Linked DNA regions of Mus musculus: region 1 is linked to region 2. The links are chromatin contacts, called in public capture Hi-C maps. All regions are on one chromosome and are shown on one strand. Each heading gives the region's core, a stretch centred on a gene start, on an enhancer-like site or on the middle of the called end of the contact. The rest is flanking DNA. Distances are from core to core; before and after follow the strand shown.

Region 1 (4,462 bases), core at 127-2,626, 470 kb after region 2:
TTTTTTAAAAAGCAAAAATGGTTAGATAAATACAGTTAGGAAGGGGGGGCTATGATAAGAAATCCTACAATTTGGGTGGAGGGTCCAATGTGGAGTGGCTCTGGATGAGCACGGCAGTCAGCTGGGGACACTCGGGTTTAGCCAGTGCTGACTGTGGGCTGGCCCTTGGATCCTAGGCACAGTCCTGGCATCAGCACCCCCAGTTACACAGACCTGAGGTTCAGAGCCATCAGCTGGTGGCTGAATGGTACAGCCAAATGTCACACATCCCTGTCTCTGGGGAGCTTCCTCCCCTGTGAGGCTGCCTCGCACTTCATTTGTGCTTTATCTCATAGGAAGAGAGCCATTGACAGCTTTCAAAGGGGGAAATGCCAGCCTGACCTAAAAATAGCTTCCATTTATCCAGCACTTAGTCAGCTACATTCTGCTAAGCACTTTCCAGAGATTACCTCTTTTAATCCTCACAACAACCCTATGGTTATTATCTCCATCTCACAAATGAAACCCAATTTATGAGATGCTGGGGGTGTTAGGTGTAGCTCAGTGGCATTGTAGTAGAGGACTTGTCTAGCAAGCACAAGGCCCCGGGTTCAAGCCCCAATGCGTGTGCATGGGAGTGTACACACACACAACACACACACCATACAAATACACACACACCCATACACACTCACACACATGGGGGCGGGGTCCTCCTAGTACACACATACACACATACACAGACATACACACATACCATATACACACACGGGGGGGGGTGTCCTAGTACACATAGACACGCATACACAGACGCACACACAGGGTGGAGGGGAGAAAAACTCCAGTACACACACACACAGAGGGGCCGAGAGATCATGGGGTATCACTAGTCACATAGCAAGCTGATGACAGAGCTCATGTGTCACTAACTAGTCTGGCAACAGGGGACTGACTGTCCCCACTTCTCCCCAACCCTCCCCTGCCCTTGGGGCTGGGACAGCAAACAGAGGTCCCCATGAAGGCCAAGGTATAGAGACCAGCTCTTCAATGACCTACTGTTCAACAAGTGTGGCAAGAGCTAACGGTGTGCCTGAGAATTCACTGCTCTTCGGACCTTACGCCCTGTTGAATGAGCTGGAGGTCAGAAGCAGAGATGCCAGCAGCTCAGGCCTCCCTCAAAGCCAGAAGTCCCTCTCATATACTCTGCTCACACTCTCCCCTCCCTCCTAATGCTGTAGGGTGTCATCTCACTCACAAGATAACAGGGCCACCTCAGCCCTCCTCCCGCGGCTATTCTGGGCAGCTCTCTGATCCTCCTCTTCTCCTGGCCCCTACTTCTCCCTTCAGTGGGAGTAGTGGGTGGGGAAAAGCCAGCCCACTTACATAAGCCTGTGGCTGTGACCCCAGGGAGACCAGCCTGGACAGCAGGTGCACAGCCCCTCCCTCACCAGCAACAAAGAAAATTTTCAGCTAGACCCCAGGCATGGAGACAGCCACCACACTGGAGATAGCCTCATGCTCCCAGCGGCAGGTAGAAGCAGCTGCTGACCCAGCGGATGCTAAAGGACCCCGGACTTCACATCAACAGGAGGCAGGCAGCCCTTCTCTGCAGCTCCTGCCCTCTATTGAAGGTGATCTGTGGCAGTCTGTAAGGGTGGGGATGCTGAGTGGTGTGGGAGAGGGGAACTTCCTACTGCTCTGAATATACCCTTAGGGGTCGCCCCCACCCCTGTGCATAAGCTTTAATAACTTTAGGGAACTTCTAGTTAGGATAATGCAGAAATATTCTGGGAGCCCTTACTTCCCTCTCAAATTGCGCCTTGCTACTCAAATGTCTCTGTTGTAATTTTATTCTTTAGCTGAGAAGTCAGTGTTTGTGGCACTTTATAGTGACCAGCAGTGATCTGTTTATATTTTCACCATCAAAAACAGTCACAGGTCCTGGAGGATCCAGTAGAATAAATAACCCATTGGGAAGGGAACGGAGGAGAGTGGCCATTTGTAGAGGTAAAGAGTGATTAAAACTGTTGGCTATGAGGAGGTTGAACATCTTGGACAGCATGATACCCGGCCTCTGCCTGGGTCATGCCGCAGCATCAGGGCCTACCCTAACACCCCACCCTGGCTCACTGGCCAAGGCCTCTCAAAGTCAGAGCTCTGAGGAAGAAGAGCCTTTCAGGGAAAAGCGCTCCATTTCCAGTTTCCAGGTGAGAGTATGTGGTGCCTACCCCAGCCCCATCATCCTGCCACCTGCCCCAGTACCACCTGTCACCACCACAGCTTACCTGGGCAATTGTGTGTGTCTCCACTATACGTGGGTTTGCAAACCCAGGGGAGAGATGGGAGATAGCTCTTCCCTTCTTTGTGATGGTCTTTAGCAGCCCTGTGGCTGTGCTAAACATTTAGCCCAACAAAGTCCTAGCGTTATAACCCCTTAATTTTGCAGAAGATTTGAAAACCACACACAGGAGAAGTCCATGAACTCCTGGAAAGGAAAGAGGTAGGAGAAAAATAGACGGTGTAGGCTGGCAGGCAACACCCCAGGCTCCTTTCTGGGAGTGACGCTAACAGCACAGTGACCTTGAACAAATCAATTCAACTGCTCCACTTTAGTTTCTTCTCTGTAAAATGACTTTAAACATCTCCCAGGAAGGTCAGTTAGAAGGATGGCTGATCAGCACTGTAAGAGGCTAAAGCAACATGGGAATATTTCCAAGAAGGAGATGACAAGACAACCAAGTTCTTTCTCCAACTAGGACCCAAAAGCACAACTGTCCACTCCTTACCCTAAAGAAGATCCTTTGGTTTTTTTTTTTTTTTTTTTTTTTCTTTTTTTTTTTTTTCGAGACAGGGTTTCTCTTTATAGCCCTGGCTGTCCTGGAACTCACTCTGTAGACCAGGCTGGCCTCGAACTCAGAAATTCGCCTGCCTCTGCCTCCCGAGTGCTGGGATTAAAGGCGTGCGCCACCACGCCCGGCCCTAAAGAAGATCCTAATGGAGCTGCCTGAATGTCGAGAGCTGGTGGGTTTATGCCATTGAGATAGGAGAGCTGTTGTGATGTTGTGAGCATCCTAAGATGAGACCGCAGAGACAGAAACCCAGTTTCTTCTCCTGAAAGGCCAAGAGGGTGTGAAAAGCCAGTGCCACTAACTCCCAGCTCTGAAGTGAGTGGCATCCACTTCAACCATGCTATCAGAGAAGGGTCAGGACATCTCTGAGCCTTCATTCTCCTCTGCTTAAAGCATGGGGCGCTTTGGCAATTTCAGGCTCCAGGTCCCAGCCAGAAGCCCCAGCCTCCCACATACAACTCCATGTACTGTGGGCCTCAGGGCTACAGCTAAGTGGCAGTAATAATATCCTTTGACACATTGCAAAATCGGTGTGCATCTATTAGCTTCTTGAAAGACTGATGGTGCGAGTTCAAATCTCAGCTCTATCCTGCTAGCCACCAGAGAAGAATCAGGACATTTCTCTGAGCCCTCATCTCCTCTGTAAATTTGGAGAGCTGAACGTGAGCAATGTCTTATCCCTTTGATAGCTGTGGACTCCCAGGGAACCCCTATTTAAAATAAAAAAGCTATGGACTGACTCTCAACTCTGGAAAGGCAACCCCCCCCCAAAAAAAAAAGGTTTCTGAGATTCACAGTGCCTCTGGAGCTCACCCCAAAATTTTGAAGGATGTTTGGTATGTGATCTGCCGTCTCCTAAGTTCTCTTAGAGTTCCAAGGACTGCCTGCTTCCTAACACTGCCTGTTCCTCACAGAGGGCACAGGGTCTGAAGGGAGCCTGTGACTGCAGGAAAGGGCAAGCAGGCAGACATTCATTGGCACAATCAGAGCAAGCGGCATCTGACCAATGAAGGGCTTTCAGTCTAACCACGTGACCAAATCGGCAGGATGCCGCAGCTGGCATTGGCGCCATTTGTCCTCAGTGCCCCACAGAGGTACTGTGTCCGGGAGTCAAGACCCGGAAAAAGCCGAAGGGAAGGCTAGGGAAGGGGCTGAACTCTTGAGTAGGAGAATATGGGCCCTGAGACAGAAAAGGGAAAGTCAACTGCTCATTTCAACAGAATCGTTCCTAAAGACTCTGCACGTGCATCCCTCTGAGGGTCTTCTAGGCGTAGGAATGGATCTCATGCCGAGGTAGAACCAGCCTGCCTGCGGGTTTTCCTTCCCCTACAAATAGTTGCTTCCTTACCTGTTATACGCCAGACAGTAGCCTAGGTGCAGTTAGAAACATAAATTAAAATGATGCCCTCAAGGTATATTCTAATAGAAGGAGAGAGACCGAGCAATAGTGTGGGTCAGATAGCGCCAAACATCACAGAGGGAAGGAGGCAAGGTGCTGCAGTGAACGAGGCAGGCAAACTTCAGGCTCCAAACAGGATGATGAGCCAAGGCCTTAACAATCAGGGTACAACGTGAGCAGCAATATCACAGATCTGTAAGTAGACTGTTTTCTCTGTAGATAGGCTAAGTACAAA
Region 2 (4,094 bases), core at 1,226-3,725:
AGTCAACCTTGAGCTCCCTCCCACCTGTCTCTTCAGTGGCAGTACACAGGAACATTGCACTGGGAGGTGACGGTCCTCAGGTCCACTGTGTAAACTCAGGCATGTTGGTCCACTCCTTGGCTCTCTGTCCTAGGGTTAAATGAAGAGTTAGGGCTGTCTATGGCTTGTACTCTCTATTGGTGTATATAGTTTACTTCCGGCTCAAAGCTCATGGAATGAATTCTTCTCCATGGAAGAGAAGCTATGCTTCAATTGAGATACCCTGTTGTTAAGGTTTGCTGTTCTCATGGATTCAAGAGCCCCTAACAGGTTCTTAAGATTGTCCAGGAAATCTCTTTTGGCTGAATTTATCCAAGACTGTAACATCATCCCGAGCTAAATACCTTATTTTCAGATGGACTCTATCATTCACTCTCAACTTCCTGGCCTCACAAAATCCTCAGTAACACTGAGTATGAAAGCAAAACTTTTACCTCAAAGGAAGGGGGTGGGGGGAGAGGGAGGGAAAGGCCTTCAGAGTTGTTAGGGGCAAGGTAGCCAATTCAGAAAAGTTAAGGTCTTCGAATGGAAGGAGCCACTATCCCATTGGCCTTGGCCCATCTTAAAGCTGAAAACCAGGGGAAATCTATAGGATTAGGAAAAAAAATGTGCTCTACCCCAGTGTTCACCTACCTTCATAGAAAAGACTGTGGCAAGGTAAGAGGCTCTAAAGTTAGCCAAGCACAGGGAGCCAGCAAAACTAATGTTTTAGGCCATCCTCAGTCTGCATCCTGGACCATCCAGGGAACTTGAGTGGTCCATCAATCTTCTCCAAGCTTCAATTCCTTGTTCTATAAACTGGGCAGAACACCTAATCACAAAGTTATTTAGCCTGAATTGGGATATATCATGAAACAAGTAGAATACTTAGACTACTCTAGAAGTTTTAGACTCGTGGCTCAAGTTAATTTGTTGCTGGCTTTTGTTTTCTTGGGAGGAATCAACCCAGGCATTATACAGTCACATGTCTCTGTACCATTTCTTCTTTATTTTAGAAAAATGTCCTTTTACAAAGTCTGAAGTTTGAGTCAGTTAAACTAACGGGGAGACATAATTTCCCACACCCAGACTTGGGGCTCCGGGAGGCCTGGTGTCTTAGTCAGGATTTCTATTCCTGCACAAACATCATGACCAAGAAGCAGTTGGGGAGGAAAGGGTTTATTCAGCTTACATTTCCACATTGCTGTTCATCACTGAAAGAAGTCAGGACTGGAACTCAAGCAGGTCAGGAAGCAGGAGCTGATGAAGAGGCCATGAAGGGCTGTTCCTTACTGGCTTGCTTCCCCTGGCTTGCTCAGCCTGCCCTCTTATAGAACCCAAGACACCCAGCCCAGGGATGGTCCCACCCGCAAGGGGCCTTTCCCCTTTTGTGCTGTTTTACTCCACAATATGCTTATCATTTTCCGACTAACTTGTGGATCCTGAGCATCAGAATGAGGTTACCTGGGGCTGGAGAGATGACTCAGCAGTTAAGAGCACCAACTGCTCTTCCAGAGGTCCTGAGTTCAATTCCCAGCAACCACAAGGTGGCTCACAACAGTCTATAGTGGGATCCAATGCCCTCTTCTGGTGTGACTGAAGAGAGAGAGCGACAGTATACTCACATATATAAAATGAATAAATAAATCTTTTTTAAAAGATGAGGTTACCCTTAGTGGAGTTGTGTTTTAAATGTAAGGTACTAAAACAAAAAAATAGAAGACATCTCAATAATTTTCATACTACATTCTGAAACAGTATATATTGGGCTACGTAAGTATACTATGGATTCATTGCCTCCTTAAAAAAAAAAAAACTAGAAGCAAACCATTTAAAAACAATCATATGTCTGTCTTGCATTATACTGCTAGTGAACATTATGATCTAGATCCTATACACTCCCCACAGAGCAGAGAGAAAACACTCACACCCTCTGTCTGTCTGGCTGTCCATACCCTTTGCAACCTGCCCCAAATGCTTAATGTTTTGACTCCTCCCATAAACCAGCCTAACTCGACAGCACCTGCTGTTTATCTTGCATAGCTATTTGTCACCTTTCGGTGTTTGCTCTACCCTCCTCTTTCCTGGAGTGTCCTTTGAGGCATTTCCAATGTGCATGACCTATCCTTTTTCACAGTGGACCTGTTTAGTGTCCCCAGCCTCCCTCAGTCTTCACAGAGCCATTTGTATCTTACATAGAAAATGTTTCTATCCCCAAAGTACCTTATACCTGAATCGTTTCCTACCTCGTAGTTTTATGTGCCAGCTCAACTGTGCAACATGACTCACGCTTCCCGGGTAACTAAGGTCCAGGCCCCCACTGCCAGAAGAGTAGATGAAGCATCAACAGCCCTGGGAGAAGTTCACACCGGAGGATTTCAGGAGCCGCAGCAGCTGCGCCTGCGCACCGCCCACTGACCACGCGGAGGGCGGGTGGAGCATAGAGCGAGAGAGGAGGAGACAGTTCGGTCGCGTCAGCCCGGCCCACAGCGTCCAGTATAAAGTTAGCCGCCCACAGTCCATCGCTGTATCCCCGAAGGGGCTAAGATCGCCCAAAATGTCATCCAAGTCTATGGTTCTGGGTTACTGGGATATCCGCGGGGTGAGTGGTCCCTCGCCAGCCCAGCCTCTGGGACAGAGAGGTGCAGGCGGCCGGGCGGGGGTCAGGGGCCGGTGGGCCGATCTCCAGCCTACCTATGGGGTCCCCAGGACTGTGGGTAGAGGAATAAGGTACTGGAAGTTCCCGGGCGTGAGCGAAGGGGCTGCCTAAGGACAATTTCCCTGGACAGGACGCAGGAGCTTGGCAGCGTTGGGTTGGGGACATTGACGGAGGGGGCCTGCGAGCAAGTGGGCACTGCGCAGGCGCGCTGACCGGGGTCTTTCTCCATCCCCTGCTTTTAGCTGGCTCATGCTATCCGCATGCTTCTGGAGTTTACTGATACCAGCTATGAGGAGAAACGGTACATCTGTGGGGAAGGTAATGAATGTCTGTGGGTGCGCTACAGTTGTTTTTTACCCAGAGGGTTGTACCACACCAAGATGGTGTGGGACCCCCTGCTCCTGTAAGCTGGGAACTTTGCCAAGAGAGGCCCATAGAGTTATCTCTTGCTGTTCAGGCCCATCTTTGCAGAAACTCAAGGGTTAGTTTTTGGGGATTGGGAACTTGAGATAACAGGTCTAAGTCTCAGCTAGGTCGGTAACGGGCTTGGGTCCCACTTCTCTCTTACAGCTCCTGACTATGATAGAAGCCAATGGCTGGACGTGAAATTCAAGCTAGATCTGGACTTTCCTAACGTAGGTGGTTTTGGAGGAGTGGGCAGAAGGGAAGGCCTTCAAGTGTATCTGTTTTCACTTCATCTCTGGCTTGGGAGCATCTAGATAGAGACTCTTCACGTTTATAGAATGGATAGAATTCAAGGGTCATTGAACAGAACTGAGAATAACATTTTATTTCCTACTAACGTCTGAGAAACACTAATATTCTCCTCTTAAAGGCAGGCTATAAGAGACATGAGTTGATAGCCAGGTCTGTGACTTTATCACTGATAGATTCCAGGTATTTTCATGGTATCCTAAATGTATCCTCATGTGTCCTGGTTGTTAAAACACCTATTTTTTTTTTAAATGTATCCATAATCACCCTACTTTTACATACTTTAAGGTATAAAATATTTACATTTTGCTTTTTAAACGTCTATATGCCACACATACATTCACAGTGACACACAGGATTAAGCACCCTTGTCTAGAGTCAGGTGAGGACCCAGTGCTACTTTCTATTTATTTAGTTATTTCTCCTGGCTTCTACTCTCACACACCTTGCAAGTCTTCTCTTTTCCAGAGGAGTGGCGGTCCTGGAGGACTAGGTTCACATTAACTTTCCCCTTCTAGCTGCCCTACCTCATGGACGGGAAGAACAAGATCACCCAGAGTAACGCCATCCTGAGATACATCGCACGCAAGCACAACATGTGTGAGTGGGCTGAAGGGGATAGGAGGGAGGAGGCAGTTGGCTCACCTGGAGGTTGGCAATCCTGAGGGTGATTTGTTGCCATCTGGCTGCAGGTGGTGACACT

The links. Capture Hi-C pulls out chosen DNA fragments and counts their contacts.
Region 1: a contact with region 2 is called in a capture Hi-C map of macrophages, with 2.7 times the contacts expected there. The contact joins the promoter of Mybphl here to the promoter of Gstm5 in region 2. A contact is called at or near these places in 1 of 39 promoter capture datasets (pre-B cells), 1 of 115 datasets of contacts at active chromatin or transcription factors (pancreatic cancer cells) and 1 of 9 other capture datasets (macrophages).

The regions. Positions count from the first base shown.
Region 1 is chr3:108,363,535-108,367,996 of GRCm38.p6, forward strand. It overlaps Mybphl (myosin binding protein H-like), which reads left to right and starts at 1,377. Exons shown (of 9, transcript NM_026831.1): 1 at 1,377-1,610. The coding sequence starts at 1,463.
Region 2 is chr3:107,893,379-107,897,472 of GRCm38.p6, forward strand. It overlaps Gstm5 (glutathione S-transferase, mu 5), which reads left to right and starts at 2,476. Exons shown (of 8, transcript NM_010360.2): 1 at 2,476-2,620; 2 at 2,920-2,995; 3 at 3,248-3,312; 4 at 3,910-3,991; 5 at 4,084-4,094. The coding sequence starts at 2,576. It overlaps 4933431E20Rik (RIKEN cDNA 4933431E20 gene), which reads right to left and starts at 2,835. Exons shown (of 3, transcript NR_015459.1): 1 at 2,265-2,835; 2 at 673-850; 3 at 1-129.